2 separate regions of the Macaca mulatta genome follow, and region 2 is linked to region 1. The links are chromatin contacts, called in public Hi-C maps. All regions are on one chromosome and are shown on one strand. The core of a region is the stretch at or near the end of the contact, and the rest is flanking DNA. Distances in the headings are between cores, read along the strand shown.

Region 1 (4,031 bases), core at 671-3,170:
CAACCCCCTGTAGTACTCATAATCTCAGCTGCATGAATGACAAGCCAGAGAGTCAGAGATGTTAACTCTCACTCTGAGTCACAGAATCCACAAGTGCCCAAGCTGGCCTCTCGCGTTTCCTAAGACGATTCTCAGTGTGAGACTCTGCCTTTCAACCTGGCTGCTGCTGGCCCAGTTTGGCACCGGGGACCCCATCCCTGAGAGGGTGCCACAAATCAGGCTACGGGCTTCGATGCCACCTCCTCTGAGAAGTCCTTCCTGATTCCCTCAACCACCTGTCCTGGGTGCTGCCACAGCACCTCACCTCCACCTCTCTTGCAGAAACTTCACGCCAGGTACAGGGCTTGTCTGTTGCTCACCGCTTAGCCGGACTGCAGGCTTCATTAGAGTGGGGCTCACACCACCTTTATCTGGGCACCTGCCCTCGGCGCCCAGCACTGGCCTTGCCATTTAACACGTATCATGACACATACGATAAATGTGCTGACGTCTGCTGCCGAACGGCCCACGGTAACTGCTGTTCATCCTTAGCATCATACGACTGTGCCAAGACCCACATCCACTATACCCTGTTAACCATACTTGAATTAGAGACTCAGGGGCACTTTCTGTTGATACATCATTTTCATTTAAAAGATTCGAATGGGCTCAATTTTCCAGCATTGCTGGTGCTGCTCATCATTCTTCTACCTTAAGAACAGGCATGTGAGCAGCACAAACACACTTGCAAAGGCTGGGTGGAAGGCCGAAGGGCTGCTGAAATGAGCTCAAACCAATGGCTTTGGTGAAATCAATGGTAGTTAAACTGGGTTTATTAGCTCTGTGACTACTTCTCTGCAGAAGTTATACCTGATAGGTCACTTATAAAAGGAATTTTTCTAGACCTGGCGTGGTGGCTCACACCTGTAATCCCAGCACTTAAGGATGCTGAAGCAGGCAAATGGCTTGAGCCCAGGAGTTCAAGACTAGCCTGGGCAACGTGACAAAATCCCGTCTCTACCAAAAATAAAAAAATTAGCCAGGTGTGGTGGCACACGCCTATAGTCCCAGCTACTCGAGAGGCTGAGGAGAGATGATCAGTTGAGCCCAGGAGGTCGAAGCTCCAGTGAGCTGTGATCACGCCACTACACTCCAGCCTGGGCCATAGAGAGAGACCTTGTCTCAAAAAAAAAAAAAAAAAAAAAAAAAAAAAAAAGAATATTCCCTCTGAAAGGGATAGATCAAATAGTGGGGCTAATGTCCAAGATTAGATGGGAACTCAGTGCTGACACCCAGCAAGGTCAAGGTGGGAGGACTTATTTTCAGTCTCCTCTGAGCAGTTGGTCTAATCTAGAATGACAATCAGAAAGATGAAATTAAAGTTCTTTAAACCCCGGCATTTACAGGGCTTGTACCAAAGGAAACATGAAGTTATCATCAGTGAGGATTGGACAGCGAGTCAAGACACTGAAGTTCTATCCCAGCTTTGGCAGTAATGTGCTGTGTGACTTTCATCCAGTCACATGCCTTTCCTGGGCCTCAGTTTCCCAATTTGTACAAGGAGGGTGACAGACAAAAACTGAGGGTATTAGAATCTCCTGGAGCAGCCTTGTTAAAAATATAGATATTTCCAGTCTCCCCCAGGGATGCTGATTTGGTAGATTTAGGGTGGGGTCTGGCATCTTTGCTTTTAACCAGTGACTTGTTGTATTCTGACACTAAAGGCCCACTGGGCTGATGTTTGGCGTTTGCTGGATTAGATGATGTTTAAATGTTGTCATATATTAGAACAAGGAAAATGGTCATGTCTATAACTTATGTGGTGTTAACCATAAAAACCCACACTGATCCGTGGCAGGAAACATGCCCCCCTGTTCAAACAATCCAGATTAAAAAGGGTCCTGAAATGCCAAAATCAACTTCTACAAATTCCGGTTTCTTTTTCTTTTTTTTTTTTTTTGGGACGGAACTGCACTCTGTCGCCCAGGCTGGAGTGCAGTGGTGTGATCTCGGCTCACTGCAAGCTCCACCTCCCGGGCTCACGCCATTCTCCTGCCTCAGCCTCCTGAGTAGCTGGGACTACAGGCACCCACCACCACGCCCGGAGAAGTTTTTGTATTTTTAGTGGAGATGGGGTTTCACCGTGTTAGCCAGGATGGTCTCGATCTCCTGACCTCGTGATCTGCCCGCCTCGGCCTCCCAAAGTGCTGGGATTACAGGCATGAGCCACTGCGCCCAGCCTACAAATTCCAGTTTCTAATGGGAAAAAGCCCCAGTTCTCATGAGCACTGATTGTTGCCTGTGGCTCTTAACCACATTCCAAGCCCTTCACAGACCCATAGAACCTGAGTGACAGGCAACACATGAAGTCTTGTCATAAGACACCCCAAAACATCAGCAGACTGTGAGCGCAACAGGCACAGCCAAACCTGTCTGTGCTCACAATATGCAGGCAAATTGACCTCCCAGTCTTCCTGCCTCCTGGGAAATCAGCAACCCTGCCAGCGGGGACATTTCTGGACAACCGTCTGAGTGGTACCTTGGACAACTCTTTGCATCTTACTCACAGAGACCCACTGGGAGCAGCCTAACCTGTCACAATATCCCCGCCCTCTCACTTCTCCGTGAAGTCCTTCCCCGTGGAATACATAGGCTCCTGGGGACTGGCTTTGGCCATTTGGGAAAAATAAAGAGGAGACAGAAAGGGCAAAAAGCAGGCTGCTCTGAAAGCCACGATGACACTATTGGCCCCAAACGGCTCCATTTGTTTCGGATTGTAAGGCCTTCCTGCCTTACAATCACCAATCTTGGCATAACAGCATTGTTTCTAGAACACCTTTCACACACATAATCACAAAGTCTTCAAAACAGCCCCGTGTGGGAGTTACTGTTCTCATTTTACAGACAACAGAACCGAAGCTCAGAAAGGTTAAGTGAACAATCTGAGGTCACACAGCCATGGAGTGAGCTAAGCTTGGCCTCAAGCTGAGATCTTCACCAGGTCTCTCTACCACACTGCTCACTCTTTCTCTACGTGATCTGGGACTCTGGGGAAAAAAAAATCACACAATTTGTGGAGACAAAGCCAAGCCTCTGACCATAGGGATGGCTGGCCTCTGGCTGAGCAGATGTATCAGGAAATACAGCTATGTGTGCCAAGGTTCCGGTACATGTCAGATTGCGTAGGTGCCCAGATGTATGCAAAATGCCCCCAATTAAGAAAGCAAAAATTGGGGTTGAGGTCTTGGGTAGTGCCACTTACCAGCTAGGTGACTATGGGTAGGTAGCTTGGTTTGCCACACCTCAATTTCCACAGCTGCAAAATGGAATTCAGATGACTGCACTGGCAACCTGAGAGTTGTTAAGAGGCTCCAGGTGAATAATATGTGTGACAGTGCCTTGGAGCTGTCAGTGACAGAGCTGTGCGCCCCTCAGGGCGCCTCTGAAATCCAGGCTAGTGGAAAGGGGCCGGGGCCGCTGTGGCGGTGCTGGTGGGACAGAGACCCCCTCCTTCAGAGACCTGCGGAGGCTTCTCAAACCATCCGCTGAGATGCCTTGAGGGCGGAGAACGGACGCGACCCATGCGCACTTGGGGGGATTTATCTTCAGTTCTGAAGAAATAACGGGGGAAAATTCTGTGCTCCAGAGAGCTGCGTCAGTGTTCCCTGGTGTGTTTATGAATTTCTTGCGTTTGCCCCGACCCCAATTAGCACTGAAGAAAGGGAGCAATTTTCCCTCATTCCTCTCGGGAGGAGCGGTCTGGGGGCTCCTTTCTGCTGTCTCCCAAGGTCCTGGGCCGCCAGAGGTGAGATGAGGCGCCTAGAGGAGCGCTCGCCTGCACCGCACCCTTGCCTAGCGGCGTCCCTAGGGACCCTCCCTCCGTGGCGGCTGTGCGCGCTTTTCTTAGGCCTGAGCGCAGGGTTTGATCTGGGTTATGGGAGTAGAAGGAAGAATCCCATGCGTCTTCCCCAGGATTACCGGGTTAGAGATGGAGGCGAGAGCAACCTTCTGCAGCCTGTAGTACCCTGTGGGCTAGACCCCCCCAGTTCCTA
Region 2 (4,031 bases), core at 1,136-3,635, 310 kb after region 1:
GAAACTGAGACTTGAAACAGGTATTGACTTGCCATGATTATACAGTTTGGCCCTGGTGCCGCCTTTCCTTATTCTTGTTCGGAAAATGAGGAGGAGGTCTGCGTTGGTTTCCTAGGGCTGCTATAATAAAATACCAAAAACTGGTGGCTTAAAACAAGACGGGTTTGTTCTCTCACTGTTCTAGACACCAGAAGTCCAAGAGCAAGGGGGCTCTTGATTTTCAAAGCAGGGTTGGTTCTTTCTGGAGGCTCTGAGGACATCATGTCCTCATGCCTCTCTCCCAGCTTCTGGGGGCTCCGGCAATCCTTGGCGTTCCTTGGCTTGTAGATACATCGCTCCAATATCTGTCCCTATCTTTACCTGGTGCCATCCTGGCATCTCTGTCCAAATTTCCCTCTTCTTATGAGGACACCAGTCACACTGGACTAGAGCCCATCCTAATGACCTCATTTTAACTTGATCAACCTGCCAACACCCTATTTCCAAATAAGGGCACATTCACAGATATGTGGGGTAGGATTTGGGCACATCTTTTTGAGGCCACAATTCAACCCATGACAAGGCCAAATCTACCTCATTAAACGGGTAGAAATGAACACACAAGAGGTTGAAAACTCCTTTGAAACATAAAGACATTTAATAGATACATCTGCAACGGAATCATGACAATTTGACACACGTGCAGTCCCTTAAGGCCCATTGCTTCCATCCAGGCTTTATCTTCTGTGTCAGTTTCTGGCACATTGAGAGAAATTTACATCTGGAATAACTCCCATCCCATCACAGAGAAGCACAAGGAAGGCTGAGGGCTGGGCTCCTGGCTTCCTGGAAATCCATGGGGCAAGTGTGCAGGGCACAGAAGGACCTTAAGTCTCCTGATGCCACACAGTGGAGTTTTCTATGAAGACATGATATACTAAGAAAGATTCAATGCCACTTATGTAGGCATCCTGCCAAGGACATCTAGCCTGAGTCCAGCCAGAAGGAAATATCGGGCAGACCCGAACTGAGAGATGTTCTATAAAGTAACTGACCCCTCCTCTTCCAAGAGGCCAAAGTCATACACAACAACAAAGAAGGCTGAGAAACTGTTCTAGCTTGCATAACTGCTAAACACAATATGTGACCCCAGATTCGATCCTGTACCAGACAAAAAAATTGCTCTAAAGGATACTATTGGGGCGATAGATGAAATTGGAATCTGGCGAGATGAAAGTACTGATTCAATGTCAAGTTTCCTGAAATTGGTAACCTACGGGGTTATGTAAGAGAGTATGCAGCCTAGTCCCAAATGGTTCACAAAAATTAGAGAAAGAGAAAGAAAGAAGGAGAGAAAAAAGCAAATGTAGGAAAATGCTAAAAACCAGTGAATCTAAGTAAAGAGGGGCCTCGAAGTCCCCTGTGTTGTTCTTGCAACTTTTCTGTAAATTTGAAATTACTTCAAAATGAAAGCTTTAAAAAAAAAACTGTCACATAACCCGGGGATTCTGAAATGCCAGCCTGTAGAACTCCCTGGAGAGCTTGTGAAAACTCAGATTACTGGACCTCTCCCCAGAACTTCTGATTCAATAGGGCTGGAGGGGAAGAGCAAGAATTTGCATTTCTAATAAGCTTCGGGATGCTGCTGCTGCTGGGGATGATGGTCTGAAACACATTTTGAGAACCCCTGGTAGAACCTGGTTTAAATTGTGGTCATGACCACCAAAATCACTAGGCAGAAAGAGTTAAGCTGGCTGCTTCTGGGAGGCAGGACTGGGGAGGGATAGTGCAAGAGATCAGTGTTTTTCATTAGGAACTGTTCTGTAGCGTTTTGTTTATTTCCAGGTTTATATATTTTAATGCCTGCAAATCATCTACATCCACCTGGCATGTAGCAGGTGGTCAGTACCCATTAAAAAACTGCTGGGACCTGAGTTCCTAAAAGATGCCAGGCAACGTGGTACCTCCTGTGTCTGCTGAGTCCTCAGGGGAAGAGAAGATACCAGCACCTACCCCAGCTCATTTTGGGGGAGCAAAGCCCTTTGGGTAACTCCAATAGGATATCTACTTTCCCCTTGGAATTGGCACCAATGAGTCCGGTCAAACCCAAACTGCTCAAAATATCTTCCAATTCTGAGACAAGACTGTGGTTCAGTCAGCAAACTTCTGTCAAGACATGAGCCTCTCCTCCCTCTCTTCTGGGGGTAATGAACCTTGGCCTTAAGCCTCATTAAACCCCATTATATAATCACCCCCATCCTGAGTCTCTTTATAACCCTTCCAGTGGCTTCCTTGGGAGCAGGCAGTTCTGCTCCATCAGTCTTTATTGCTACCTGCTGCCTTCCTCGACAAACCAGGCTTCTGACTCAGCCTCAAGGTACACACAAGGCCAGGCTACCAAATGAGGGTCAGCTCTCTCTTAGCTTGTCCCCAGGACAAAGAGCAGGAGTTGCTTAGAGTTGGGATGAGCTGAGGGGCTGCCGTCTTTCAAGACACCTCATGAAGGACAATATTTCATAAGACCCAGGGCTAGTGGGTACTCCAGCTGGTGTCATTAAGACCAAGATGGGGAAGTTCTGGAACCCATCAGTCACTTGTTCCCCTTGGTAGCTGCTGCCCTGAAGCTGCTGCACCTGGTAGCTGTGTTCTCCCAACCCCAAGCCCCACCCAGAGTTTCCAAAACCAGCATTCTAAGTGAGTCATGGGCAGCTAATAAAGAAACACCCAGAAAACTGCAGGTGGCAAAATTACTACGTCATTCTTCATCTTCTACCAGAGATGTCCAGGATGGATGAGTCGCAGGAGCTTCCTGCAGCTTGTAATTTTGGCTCTGCAACTGCCTGGCCCCTACGGGGATGGCTACAACCTGGGACAACGGATCCCTAGAATAATCACAACAGAGTCGGGTGGAGCAGCAAAAGGCCAGTCAATGCAGGTGCTGCTTCCTAAGTGAGCACAGCACACTGACAAAGAGGCATCCTTTGAGCAAGGCTGTCACCCACAACACGCTCCCCCAGTGATGCAAGGGCATCGGAGAGAAAACTTGAGCATGCTCAGTTCCCTACCTGATGAGCAAGCAAGTTTTAATGAAGATGACATTGCAGTTTCACAACCTAGCATTGCAGAGTGGAAGATTCAAAAGGATGGCAAACTTCACCTCTTTCCTGACCTTGTGACCTTGGGCCAAGTGCTTAAACTCTCTCAGCCCCAGTTTCTTCATCTGTAAAATGGGGATAATAGTATATTATTATAGAGGATAGTAGAGTTTAAATGAAATAATAAAAGTAAACTGCTTTGTGCAATGCCTGGAACATTGTCAACACAATACATACCGATTGCTATTGTGACCATGGTTTTCATCATTGTTGCAAGCCACTTCATCATGTAACATATGGCAATAGCTCCCAAAGCCACCCTTGATTGAGACTCAGTGCTGTAAGTACCAATCTCCATGCTAGTGAATTTACATGCATTTCTCAGTGTATCCTCACTGCATCGTTGCTGGGTAGAAAATAGACTCAAGAGGTTGATTTGTCCAGTGACTTAACAGCATCCAGTTAATTGCTTTAAACCCGAAGTCACTTCTACCAGCCAGTAATGAATGATGACAATTATTTCTTCCATCTAGGTGGCACTCTTTCATTCTGAAGTCGGCTTTCTTTAGGGGATTTAAGACAGCCTGACCTTCACCAGCTGGGATCAGAGATAGAAAATAAGGAGCTCACAAGCTTGCAGACTGGTGGAGTAAAGATGATCCATTGGTGAAGAGCACCTAACCAAACCACCAGAGCATGGTGGCCCACCCAAACGCAACACAGAGTAAATACAGCAAGGGTGGAGAGATAAGTCCACTGATCTCTATTTCTCTGGGAAGCAGGTTCATTTGAGTCAACATCTCCCATGGTGAACAGAAGCAACTGATGTCTTTCATACTAGCCCTACCTGAGTGAGGCTGTGAACCCCAAGGGCTGGTGAACCTTGGAGACAGATTCCTCCATCAGCGAAGGCTCCTGCCATTCCCCTCCCTCCCTTTCCTCACTTGCCACTCCCAG

The links. Hi-C and Micro-C count contacts between places; a contact is called where the count stands out from the background.
Region 2: a Hi-C map of sperm shows a contact between it and region 1, with 4 times the contacts expected there. The contact joins the enhancer-like site here to the promoter of LOC114670967 in region 1. A contact is called at or near these places in 6 of 14 Hi-C or Micro-C datasets (cortical neurons, fetal cortex germinal zone, fetal cortical plate and 3 more).

The regions. Positions count from the first base shown.
Region 1 is chr11:124,621,646-124,625,676 of T2T-MMU8v2.0, forward strand. LOC114670967 reads left to right here and starts at 1,921. Exons shown (of 2, transcript XR_013401519.1): 1 at 1,921-4,031. The region is part of intron 1 of NOS1 (nitric oxide synthase 1); the gene reads right to left.
Region 2 is chr11:124,927,381-124,931,411 of T2T-MMU8v2.0, forward strand. The region is part of intron 5 of KSR2 (kinase suppressor of ras 2); the gene reads right to left. Among named protein-coding and RNA genes, the nearest start is that of NOS1, 220 kb to the left of the region's middle. Within about 2 kb of position 2,386, at least 3 of the 40 cell types and tissues checked have an H3K27ac peak or open chromatin away from gene starts, as enhancers often do.